Linked DNA regions of Zea mays: region 1 is linked to region 2. Evidence: chromatin contacts called from public Hi-C data. All regions are on one chromosome and are shown on one strand. The core of a region is the stretch at or near the end of the contact, and the rest is flanking DNA. Distances in the headings are between cores, read along the strand shown.

Evidence for each region. Hi-C and Micro-C count contacts between places; a contact is called where the count stands out from the background.
Region 1: a Hi-C map of tassel shows a contact between it and region 2, with 2.2 times the contacts expected there. The contact joins the promoter of LOC100193248 here to the promoter of LOC100276831 in region 2. A contact is called at or near these places in 2 of 25 Hi-C or Micro-C datasets (ear and tassel) and 1 of 3 datasets of contacts at active chromatin or transcription factors (leaf).

Annotation. Positions count from the first base shown.
Region 1 is chr4:171,949,217-171,956,002 of Zm-B73-REFERENCE-NAM-5.0, forward strand. It overlaps LOC100193248, which reads left to right and starts at 1,318. Exons shown (of 4, transcript NM_001138397.2): 1 at 1,318-2,031; 2 at 4,901-5,017; 3 at 5,098-5,553; 4 at 5,645-6,786. The coding sequence starts at 1,747. The coding sequence ends at 6,703.
Region 2 is chr4:171,090,778-171,096,976 of Zm-B73-REFERENCE-NAM-5.0, forward strand. LOC100276831 (Fcf2 pre-rRNA processing protein) reads right to left here and starts at 3,657. Exons shown (of 5, transcript NM_001365973.1): 1 at 3,271-3,657; 2 at 3,091-3,151; 3 at 2,604-2,678; 4 at 2,371-2,486; 5 at 1,080-1,371. The coding sequence starts at 3,503. The coding sequence ends at 1,263. It overlaps LOC100280323, which reads right to left. Exons shown (of 9, transcript NM_001153249.1): 3 at 6,166-6,199; 4 at 5,830-6,066; 5 at 5,491-5,644; 6 at 5,336-5,418; 7 at 5,114-5,228; 8 at 4,915-4,987; 9 at 4,390-4,775. The coding sequence ends at 4,660. It overlaps LOC100276420, which reads left to right. Exons shown (of 7, transcript NM_001374057.1): 7 at 1-110.

The DNA of each region.
Region 1 (6,786 bases), core at 68-2,567, 860 kb after region 2:
CGCGCCGACCCATCTGGGCTGGGACACGCGGCGACAATTTACTCGTCGGTCCAGGGACCCCCGGGGTCGAAACGCCGACAAGACTTGAGTCTTGTTTCTTCACCAGGGTATGGTCTAACTACTACTCCCTCAGTTCGTTAATATATGTCATCCGTTAGCACAAATTTGAACTACTCGGTGACAGATAAAAAAACGGAGGTGGCACTATAAATCTGCACTGAACAGATGTACCCATTCAATTGTGAACGTTAGAGGCCCGAATGTTACATTCAGTTATTGAAAAAGTGGCCAGAAACTCAAATCAAAAGGGACTTGAAGTATTGTAATATTTATGACTTTATCTCTAGAGTTAACACACAATAACTTCGTTATATCCAAATATTAGGAACCTATATATATATATATATATATATATATATATATATATATATATATATATATATATATATATATATATATATATATATTGTCTCGAGCATGTGAAAACAGCCTTCAAAGACGAGTAGACAGCCGAACACGCGAGCAGGAAACAGACACTGCTCGTGTGCTCCACGTTGCAGAAGGACTGATGATTGCTTCCCTCCCGTCCCGTGCTCTGGGCCGGATCGACCTCGGCCAGCACACAGCAGGAAGATTCGACGGAAACGAAGATGGCGAGCACGCGCTATACCCAATGGAGCGCCGGTCGGCCCCTACCTGTCGGGACTCGGGCTCGTTCCAAACGACCCATGCCGCACCTGACCGTATCGTGCGCTGCCGTTCCGTTGGAACCGGCCGGCCAAAGTTGACGCGTCCCACGACGGCAACTATAACCCGCGCCTGGCACGGCCAGCCAGCCCAGATCGCTATCCTGTTAGCCTGTCGCCACCTAAAACCCGCCCGGCCCACGAGATCTCCAGCGGCGCCATCTCCTGTGCAAGGGGCAGGCATGTGGCCGTCTCTGTATGTAGGTTTATGACTTATGAGCAAGCTAATATACTTGCTACTCACCGTACACTGCAGGCGGTTGGACGTGGGAGTGAGCAACTGTGTTACCATGTGGTTTTGTGGGTCCTTGCTCGTAATGATGTGTCTAATCATGTCCCAAATATTAGTACTTACTGTTGATGTTATTATAACAAAAGCACTGCCGTCCCGAGTTAGCTCAGCAGAACGTACAAAACCAAAACCCATTTCACGGCGGCACAGTGCCACACGGGATCCGGATCGCCGGTTCACTTCAGCCTGGTGGGGCCTCCCTCCAGGCACAGCCAGGTGGACACCAGTCTCGCTGCTATTTTTCTAGTCCCCACCACCCGGGTCCGCTCCGCTGTGCCGCGCCCGGGAATCACTCCGCACGCGAACCGCAGTCGCGGACACCCCACGCCCAGCTCAGCTCGGCACGACCACCACCACCACCACCACCAGTCCTCCCTCGCCCTCCCTCCGTTGTCCGTTCCATCCCCGCGCCGCGCCGCGCCGCGCCGGATGCCTGGAGAGCTGGAGTCCATCGAGCAGCGGCCGGCACGGCACTCGGCCTTTCTTTAATCCGGGACCCGCCCTGAGCTCCCCCGCACTACACTGCATCGCGCTCGCGGCTCGCGCGACGTTGACATTGGGCATGGCCCCTTCCCCACCACCGCCACCATCACCACCACCTCGTCGTCCACTCCCTCCCCTCCCCCTCCACGCGGAGCGGTGAGCTGTCTCCCCCCCCCCCCCCCCTCTGGGAGAGCACAGGCGGCAACAACGGGGAGTCTCGTCGAAATGGCGGCGGCGGCGGCGGCGGAGATCGTGCGGGAGATCGCAGCGGTGGGCGCCGCCGACCTGGCCGCCGCCGCCGATCCGCTGCGCGCGGACTGCCTCCGCCTCGCGCGGAAGGTGTCCCTGCTCTCGCACCTCGTGGCCGAGGTCGCCGACGCCGGGGCCGGGGCCGGGGCGGGCGATGCGGCGGCGGAGGCGTGGCTGCGCGACCTCGTCAGGGCGCTCGAGGCTGCCCGGAGGTTTGTCGCGCTCGGACGGACGCCGGCCGCTGCGGGGGCGTCAGATCAGGTGAGGAGGTGCTGGGATGGACTCGTATGGTTACATGGACCCGTCCGTTCAACCTGCATTGCGTTCTTCACTGGCTGGTGCGTCTCCCTTCGGGGGATTTTGTCGAACGCCTCGTGCGCCGTTCGAAACTATGCTGTTCGGCTTCTTGGTACTCCCTCCGGTTTGGTTTCTGCTATGGACTACCCGCAACTAGCCTACCTGACCGTTGTTCTGCACCCGATGCGGCACTGTTCGTAAGATTCCGTCAAGCTCGTCGTGTTCGCGTCTAATTTCTCTCTTGCCCTTCAATAGAGTCCAACTTTAAGCCCCCACCCCCACCCCAAAAATGAGTTTGTTCGTAAGAATTGCGTATACTATAAATCGGTGTCTGTAGGCGATATCTAAAGGAGCAAAAACTGGACCTTAACCTGGTTTCATCTTACCTGGCCTATTATTAGCTCATCTACAAGGACTAATTGACGTGTTTTATTTTCGCTGATTATTGAAATCATGTTCCTTCCACAAGACGAGCACATCCTAGACTTCACATTCTATATCAGTTAACAGTAATGTATCTTCCCAAGCTTGCTCAAATCATGACCCTAAATCGGATAGGAACTCCAATGTTACACAAATAGGTGGTTCTATGTCAACTACTATGTTAGCTCCAATGTTAACTACAAAAATCGTAGATTCTATACAACAGAATCATAGAATCAACCTAATAAACTAAGATTGTAAAATCGCACCATGGAATCACAATTTTAACAACTATGACCCCTTCTAGGTATTCATCTTCTTAGCTATGATGTCTTCTTCATCCATTAATGTAATCTTACTCAAATGTATTAATGGTTACCTACAAGGGACACATCAATTATGCAGCATAACTAGAATACTAGGGCCTGTTTCGATCCACATGACTAAAGCAAAATGACTAAAGTTTAGTCAGTTTAGGAGCTAATCTTCCAAACACAAATGACTAAAAGTGACTAAAACCTTTAGCTCCCAAGGAGGAGCTAAAACTAACTAAAACCCATACTTTAATGCTGGTCTCCCACACCTGGCACTTGCTAGTGGCTGCTTTAGCCATAAATGTGAACACTTTTCAAAGACCCGACGCTTGCTAGTGGCTGGTTTAGTCATTAATGACTCTTTTAGTCACTTGTTCCAAATAGGTGGTGACTAAATTTTAGTCACTTTAGTTTAGCCTCATGGATCCAAACAGGCCCTAGATGATATTACAATTCGTCACTTGTCAAGTTGCCTAGTTTTGTTCTTTCAAAGTAAAGTTTTGCTTCTTGAATTTACATTGAGGTAGTTGTATTTGTAGTAGGTGAGGTCATAGGTCCTCGATAGCACCTCACTGAATTAAATTGTTTTCTATAGTTAGGCCTCGTTTCAATCTCTCGGGATAAACTTTAGCTTCCTGCTAAACTTTAGCCATATGAATTGAAGTGCTTAAGTTTAGCTCATTGGGGCGTTTGAACTACTCTAATAAAGTTTAGCATATTAGAATAAAAAGACACTCATGCCCCTAATGCGGAGAGAGAGAGAATGTTGTTAGAGGGTATGGGTGGAAAATGGGGTTCCCTGGCCCACGTTTAGCTCCTTTTAGCACTCCTTGAACAGCTTATGAGATAATAGGTGCTAAATTTTATCACATCACCATTAGCTCTCCTGTTTAGATCACCAAATGGCTAAAAGCAGCTAAAAATAAGCTGCTAAAGTTTATCTCTTGATATTGAAACAGGGCCTTACTACAATTTGGATGAGATTTGCTATGATTGTAAGTTGTTTTTTAGTTTTAAAGTTTTTGGAAGGATCATTTTCAGGCTCAATCGCCTTGCTTTTCACTTATGGGATTGCAAATAAACTCCTCTAGCATGTTTTTCATCAGTCTTCTACTTACTCTGGGTTTGTACACAGTCCTGTCCAATTGTCTATTAAGCATTCTACTGAGTTCTTTCCTAAAATGCTTAGAGCTGGTAAATGTTTGGCATCTTTTTGCGTGTGTTGCCTCTAGAATCGCCCACTTCACTTTAGTAACACAATTTCATTTCTGTCATGGGGCATGTCCGCATGTGGATCTAATCAACATCTTATATAAAAGGGACCTGAGGTCCTTTCTGTCTTACTTCCTTTTTTTGAACTAAAATCTTACTCCTAAAAATGGAAGTGGATGTACTACCTCCGTTCTCGAATATTTGTCGCAGGCTAGTTCATTTTTGAACTAAACCGCGACAAATAAAAAAGAACGGAGGGAGTACATAAAATCATGTACTAGATATATAATGTAAAACATGATGTATATATAGGAGTTTTGGACAAGAAAGGGAATCTTAAAAATTTTAATGCCGAATTTTCACCCAGCATGTGGATACGAGATTTGCAGCTGGCATTTGGAAATCTGTCTGGTTCCTATTGCTTCTTCATCTTTCATTGAAGAGAAAGAAATTAGAGACTTAGAGCTCAGGAGAGAAAACATAGTGGCCAACATACCTTCTGGATTGATTTCTAGAGTTTATATTGCATGTACAACAGTGCAGCATTTAGCTAACAGATTACTAGTCAACCGGATCTAACTAGAGAATTGGACCAAGTCTAATTGAAGAACGTGTACGCTAGTTGGGCTAGATGTTTGGTATGACTTCATGGTATTGGCAACTTTGATGTCATAGTACTTATCTTTTTGTTTCCACAACTGTATGCCACTTCATAAATTTGTGTTTTGCCTAAGCATTTATGGTTGTGTCCCACAGTAATTGCAGCCCTCAAATTTAGTTGCATTAATGTTTTGGTAAGCCTGTCCCATGTTCTGACTTTTGCCTCTCTTAGTAATGTTAGTACCATTTGTTCTGATATCCCTTTTCTCTCTCTCTTGGTTAAGGATGCCATCTGCAAGAATACTGGTCTTCAGTTCAAGTATGTGACCTGGCAGTTGCAAGCTGCTCTGGCAAACCTGCCACATAGCTGTTTTGAGATATCAGACGAAGTTCAAGAAGAGGTATAGTTAAGTTGGTTCATTGTGGAGATAAATCCTTACTTTTCAATTATACCTGTTTGAACTTTTTTTTATACTTATAGGTTGACTTAGTGCGAGCTCAGCTTAGAAGAGAAATGGAAAAGAATGGAGGTCTTGATGTAACCGTATTTATGAAAGTTCATGATATCTTAGCTCAAATTGACAATGCTGCACCACAATCTCAACAGCCGCATCAACAACCAGAGCAGCCACAGATGGAGAAATTCAGTAATGATGACCTGGAGTTGCGAAATGTCGTATTGCTAGTTTCTGAAATAAGCGGGTTATCCAAACCTGACATGTCAAAAATAGTATCAGATCTAATTCAAGGACTTGAAAATGTTGAAACTCCTGAGTCTCCGAAACCAGACAACGTTGATCGCCAACCACCAAGTGATGAAACAAAAGGCTCATCTGAGGAAGTTAAGAAGTCGGACTCTGTAGCTATTCCTGAAGATTTCCGTTGCCCAATATCTCTCGAGCTGATGAGAGATCCAGTAATTGTTTCAACGGGACAGGTGAGGCTTCACACTATCACCCTTTCATTGGTCCTTTAAACTGTCATGTATAATTTGCCGGCTGCTGACGAGCTGCTCACGAATTCTGTAGACCTATGAGCGCGCTTTCATTCAGAGGTGGATTGACTGTGGAAACCGAACCTGCCCAAAAACTCAGCAGAAGCTCCAGAACCTTTCGTTGACCCCAAACTACGTGCTTAGAAGCTTAATACTGCAGTGGTGCGAGGAAAAGGGGATGGAACCACCTAGCAGGTCTAAAAGCGACGGTTCTCCTCTTGAGGTTGCTGGCAACAGATTAGCAATTGAAGCGTTAGTCCGCAACCTCTCGAGCAGTTCATTAGATGATCGGAAATCTGCTGCGGCTGAAATAAGATCCTTGGCCAAGAAAAGCACAGACAACCGTATACTTCTAGCGGAATCTAGCGCTATACCGGCTCTGGTGAAACTCCTGTCGTCCAAGGACCCGAAAACCCAAGAGCACGCAGTGACAGCTCTCCTGAACCTCTCCATATACGATCAGAACAAGGAGCTGGTAGTGGTTGCCGGTGCCATCGTCCCAATCACACAGGTGCTGAGGACGGGTAGCATGGAAGCAAGAGAGAACGCAGCCGCGGCTATCTTCAGCCTGTCACTGATGGACGACAACAAGATCATGATAGGGAGCACCCCAGGGGCAATCGAGGCGCTGGTGGAGCTGCTGCAGAGCGGTAGCTCGAGGGGCAAGAAGGACGCGGCGACAGCGCTGTTCAACCTGTGCATATACCAGGCGAACAAGGTGAGGGCCGTCCGAGCGGGGATTCTGGTGCCGCTGATCCGGATGCTGCAGGACTCGTCCAGGAGCGGAGCCGTCGACGAGGCGCTGACGATCCTGTCGGTCCTCGCGAGCCACCACGAGTGCAAGACCGCCATATCCAAGGCCCACGCCATACCTTTCCTGATCGACTTGCTGCGGTCAGGCCAGGCCCGCAACAGGGAGAACGCTGCCGCCATCATACTCGCGCTGTGCAAGAGAGACGCCGAGAACCTCGCCTGCGTAGGGAGGCTGGGCGCCCAGATCCCGCTCGCCGAGCTGGCGAAGACCGGCACGGACCGAGCCAAGCGCAAGGCAACCTCGCTCCTGGAGCACCTCAGCAAGCTGCAGGTGCTCTAGTAGTCCCACCCACCACTGTCCATCCACAGCCACACCACTCTGTGCGCGCGCGTGCGTTTTCGACTTTTCCACGCCACGGTGTA
Region 2 (6,199 bases), core at 2,407-4,906:
CGGAGAAGTTGGGAGTTTTGGTAGGAAGAGCTTGGTCATCATCATGGTTATTGGACTCTTTACTGGCGGTGATATATATAATATATGTATGTATATGCGTTTTGATCTCATTCGACGCGAATTCGTCTGGGGGAGATGATTTGGTCTATGGAGTAGCGGCTGGGTGGTGGCCCTGTAGCAAGAACCAAGACATAGACATGTGCTGTGTGTGTCTCGGCTCATGGCCATGGGTGGCGGTGGCGGTGGCAGGCCGCAGGCAGGCCAGGGCGGCTGGCTGATTTGCTCATGGCCATAGTGTCTGACGTTTTTTTTACTACCGCCGGTCGCGTGGGTCATCTATTATGTATGGCGATGATTTCACCTTTTGAATGCGCCGCCAGGCAGGCGGCGGTGGCCCACTCGACGAGTGAACCGTAAAGAGAATGCTTATACGTATCACGACTCAGTGCCGATAAGATTTAGTTCTGTCTATATCCTTTCTCGAATGATTTAATTTAATTAAAATTTATAGGAAACGGTATCAATATTTATACCAATAAACAGGCATAATAAATGGATTTGTTTTTTTTATAACTGGCATATTAAAGTGAGTTGCACGTTAGAATTGCATATATACGTTTTTCTAGACGAAGACAGCAGTAGTGTAGTACTCTCTCCATTTCGATGGGTCACAAGTGGGGCACTGAACTCGATTCACGGCGCCATGTGAACGTTCGTCCGGTCCACGTCCACCACACGCCGACCAGTCCCAATCCCAGCTGTCCCCCCGCACCAACACCACGGCACCACCGCACCAGCATGGAGGAGGACCGTCCGTTCGTCGCGCCAAAAGGACAAGGCGCAACAACTCCATGAAATCGCGTCCAGCCCGTGCCGTGCTCGCCTGCCCTACCCAAGCATCCTTTTTAAAGATGATGATAAAACTACGACCACACGAGCCAAGCGCGCGTGTTCGCCGCCTCACCCGGTCGGCTCCAATCATGTGCCCCATCCCTGATGGGTGTCTGGCTGATGACAGTGCTGTGCTGCTCCCAACCGACAGAATTGACAACCACGAGCTGAAAAACCATACATGTGTGTTACAGCAACATTTTTGAAGTATCTAAAGCAATTCATCATGTTACTGAAGTTCATCACACTACACTGGAACCAGAATCTATATACCCCGCACAAATCGAGAGAGGGGGTATTTGAAGGCGCTCCTTGGTTCACTTCTCCAATCTGTTCTCTCACAACTGGACCACAAGGCTAGCACGCCAGTCTCATTTCCTCCTATCCTTGGCCCTCTTGAGCGTTTTCTTGCCCTTGTTCTTCCACTTTTGGTTGCCTCCTGGTGTACGGATCTCCTGAATTTCACGTACCTTGCGCATCCTGCATTTCATCGCAGATCAGCGCCACATTCAGTTTCAGAGGGAAAAAAAGAAAGCACTAGCTATGGACAAGATCCGGCACAATATCAGTTTTCACGCTGCAGTTTTGGGTTACTTCAATTATCAAAGATGGGGAAAGCGCTAAGATAGCATGCCCTGGACTCTAGGTTTCGTCTGGTTTGGGAGTGGGACAGGGACGGAGTGGGATATCTCACTTTGTCCTAGCGTTTGGTTGGGGGACATACGGGGTGAGGTCATCCCCTGAGGAAATATTTCCTCCATATCTGGGACAAGCTCGTAACAAAAAAATTGGGGAGATGAGGTGGGACGAGCAGGGACAAGTCGACTGTCAGCACGCGAGGAAGCCTCGGGTTCACCGAGTCACCGGCATTAGACGCGGGCTCGCCTGCCTTGGGCAATGCAGCCTCAGGTGTAGTGGCCTCAGTCACGGCAGCCGCAGGCTTGCCCGCCTCGGACCCGGCGGCCATCGGGCTCACCCACCTTGGACCCCGACGGCCTGAGCCGTAGGCGTGGATGACAGGTGGGCCCCACTTGTAAGGAGCAGTGATCCATGTTCTCCAACCGAACACAAGCTAGGGACAAATCCATCCCCTAACAAAACATTAAAACGGGATGGCCCCACCCTCAAAATCGGGGACGGGGCAATCCCATCCCACCGTGTATTGAAACCAAACACAATGGAACAATGAAATGGATTGCTGAAACTAGGATGCCATTCTCAATTTCTGCACACTGGTGCCTTGTTTCAGAGTCCAACCAGCATAATAATTACACGGCTCTAGTGTGTATATCTAAAATAGGTTTCACGGGTTACAACTATCCATACATACAATGTTTCCAGTTAATGCTAGATACTAGATTTCATGAATTGCTAGAGATCCAAAAGACCATATGCAATTATTACAGAAAATCTTGCACTGAAAAACAAGCCACTGTCCATTAATGTACATGCAAAACGGCAAAAGTATGATGGGTATACCTGTAGCTCTTCAGAGATTGATCTGATAACAGCTCGTCAACCAATGTTGCCTTGCGTTCCCTATTTTTCAGCCTACTTGAGTAGAACTCAGATGCAGGCTCAACGACCGTACCGACCTAAAGCCAAAATTCAAATATTCAGTACACATCAGCCACATATAAAGCTTTCCACAGATTAGGATGTGATAACAAAAATGCTGAATAAGTATGCTTGATGGTGATTATGCTACTTACTTGGAAGTACTTGGGAAGGGCCTTGGATTTTCCTGCCCGCTTGAAGTGCCTTTTTGGGTCAATTACATGCCTCAGCTGGAAAAACACATTGCAAACATATTACTATCACATAAGCATCCCAAAGGATAAACCAGAATCACTAAACACACAACACAATACCAATCGAGTTGAGACAGGCACATCGGACACTGTGCATTACAATTTACATGGTATATCGAAACCCAAGTAAAACAATTCTGAGTCTTCTTTGTAGAAAGTAAAATAGCTTCAATCAGATGGTAACACTGTCAGATTGTTGCAGTAAACTGCTCTCTGTGTTTGCCCTACTACACACTGATCCAGTGGCAGCTGCACAAACATGTTTTGCTTGCTTTATCACTCGTTGGTCCAAAAATTCTTGACAGCCATATTATCCGCTTTACAGGCTACTACGACATCCTACTGCTAGAAAGGTTATTGAATCCGTCAATCAGAAGTAACGCCATACCTGCAAAATCTCGAGATCCTTCTTCAACTCGGGAGTGATGGTCGGAGCTGGCATGTCGAACCTGAGAAATGCAGCAGCACAGCATAAATCAGTTAAGCACCCGCACATAAGGCTACCATGCGCTAGCAATCAATGAAGAGAGCTAAACTATGGTGGATTCCAATTCCGAGGGAAGCTCACCAGCCCTTGCCGGCAGTGTCCTTGACGTTCTTCCTGGCCAGCTTATTCAGCTGCCTAGGGTCCCTCGGGGCAACGAACAGCCCGTCCACGAGGTCGCTCGCGCGGTTCCAGAGCGATCCCTGCGCAGCGCTCGGGTTCGGCGCGTGGTCGCTCTTGCTGCCGCCGCTGGTCGTTGCGAAGGAAGGAAGCTTGGGCGCCCATGAGAGGCCGATCGGCGCCGCCGTCTCCGGCATCGCTGGCGTAGAGCTGCGAGCTCAGAAACCTGTCACGTATCCCGGCCCGGTGTTGGATTAATCTGCCGCGGCGGCAGCGTTGGAGGTGCGACGGGAAAGAGAAGCAGCGCGGCGGCCCTGGGATGGTGGGACCGTGGGAGGAAGGAGGGGGCCGGGAAACAACAGGAGAGGAGCACTAGGGCAGGACAGCAGGAGGTTTAGCAAGCTTGAGCAATATGGGCCGTCATTTCAGAGGTTTCCGCGGACCCAGAAACTTTCACGGGATGTAATGGGCTAACTCAGATGCGAGCATGGATATTTCTTATCGCTATTGGGCCTGTTTGTTTCAGTTTTTATTTTTAACGAGCTTTTCTGAGAATCTAGCTATGGAGAAAATCTGGCTGTTGAGAGAATCTGAATATTGAGAGAATTACGTGTGGAGGGAGATGAAGATGTTCATAGGGTTTAGGATCTAGAAAATAACGGATTCCTACTTTCATAACGACTCGACTGATTTTTTTGTTCACATAATTTTAGATGGTTATCATCAAAGTGATTCTTATAAAATCTGAAAAGTTAGATATTTGGCAGCTTCTGAGACAAGTTCAGAGCATAGAGACGGCGGCATCCGTGTGATGCCTTCCCCTGTGAATTGATGCAACGTTCGCTGTCGATACTCACATACGCTACTCATTGAGTTTGTTGCCCAGCTCCAGAATCTTGTTGACGCATTTGAAGAGCTGAGTGACAAGGTTAATTTCAATGATCCTGTGGAGGAATCAGCAGGGAGACTCCTGGGGTTTTAGCTAGAATACACGAGTTCTTTCGGTTGAAGTGATGCAGATGATAAAACACACACACACCCAGTATTGAATGGATGATCAAATGTGTAAAGTACCCAACTTCTGTCGAAAATGTTCATAATGTAACTAATCTACAAAAAATCCATGTGTAGGGGACAACTCCATGTAGAGGAGATAGTGTACATACATCATACAAGTAAACAACATAGTATACACATTACAGACGGGTACAACACAGTGGAGGATTTCTGACAGTTCCAATGGAACGATATACCCATACACAAAGGCAGTCTCCACTTAATAATGTATTCTACAATACAATGGCGTTCACTATTTACGCTTTACACATGTATTATGTAGAGAGTGATGCTTCGTCAGAGGAAGAAAGGAAAGCCCTTTTGTGATTGAGGTTTGGTGCAGTCTGAATCTGCCCATCCAATCTGCTTCCGCTGATTGTCGTACACAACCAACTTGCCGCGCAGAGAAACATCTACAGAAAACAGATAGGTATTGGTTGAAGTTTGGCAATATCAAACACATTTTAGCTATATATTGCAGGGTTTATTCAATGGGCAACAATAAAATCCAAGAGTTAAAATGAAGAAGGGTTGAAGGAAGGTCATTTATACCTCCTACTATGATAGTTGACCCATGATTAATCTCCGTTCCGTTGAGAAGCCCAAGACAGACATTTCCTTTATCCTGGAAAAGGTCCACCAAGAAGAAGAACATATACATAAATGTCAACATATGACCCAGGTTAGAAATATTGACATACATGATAGAAGAATTAACAGTAATCTAGGATGTGAATGCCAAGAAACTTACACTAATAATCAAGTAATCCTCAGGAGAAATAGTGAATGTTTTAGACATGAAAAGCCATTTCTTCCCGAAGTGAAGGTTCAAGGGCTCGAAGAACTGCTTGACATCTTCCAGATACCTGGCGAAGAAAGTAATGTTAAGGTCAGGTAGTCTATCTAGTGGCATAGTTGCCTGATGAACTCCCTCTCTAAAGAGACAGTACTAATGGTTCCATTATTATTTTACCTCACAGGGAAATCAGCTTTCCAGCATAAAGGTAATGTCCGATCTGAAGTGTCTTGGACAAAGCCCGGAGACGCATATTTGATCTGTGAACAAAAGAAAGTTAGTAAGACGATTTTGAATACTCATCCCTATGAACAAGCGCTAGCAATACTCACTGCTGCAACAAGGTTTTCATATATTTCATTTGGGAGGTACGTATAGGAGCTTCCACTGTCAAAAATTACTTGAACAGTGCTTCCTGCCTGTTCAGGCCTCCGGAGTTGCTGATCCCCATATTTTACATGGTGGGCTTGTGTGTGATATAAGTTACTGGAAATTTGGAGAGAAGAAAAGAGAAAAGGTCACGACTAACGAAAGATAATGAGATAACCTTTTCTATGATCTTTTAGGATATTTGCAACAAAAGACAAGGCAATTCAGCCAACAAAATATGATCCAAAAGCGAGATGGCAATACATGCAATTTCATTCTCAAAGAATCACGATAAGACTTACTCTGGACCACTTCGAATAGAAGTCCATGTTACTCCCCATCTAGGTACATAATCATCTCCCAGAAACATATATCCTCCACCACCTTGCTCTCTAGTGATACAATGGCCAAAAACGTTGGCAATAATCCCGTGACTAGCCAGCTGACTGGGAAAGCTTATCGCCGCACTGCTAAGTCCAAGGATCCCATCAGTCTTAGCTGGTGAAGATAAAAGCTGGCCTTGCTGATCATATGCACACCTAGACCATGGACCAGCAAAGGTTAAATGACCTGACATAATACTTTTCTAATACATCATACATATAAAAGAAATCTCCATCTGAAAGGTTTGAACATACCCAAAGACAAAATCTAATTTTTCCCTTCCACCAT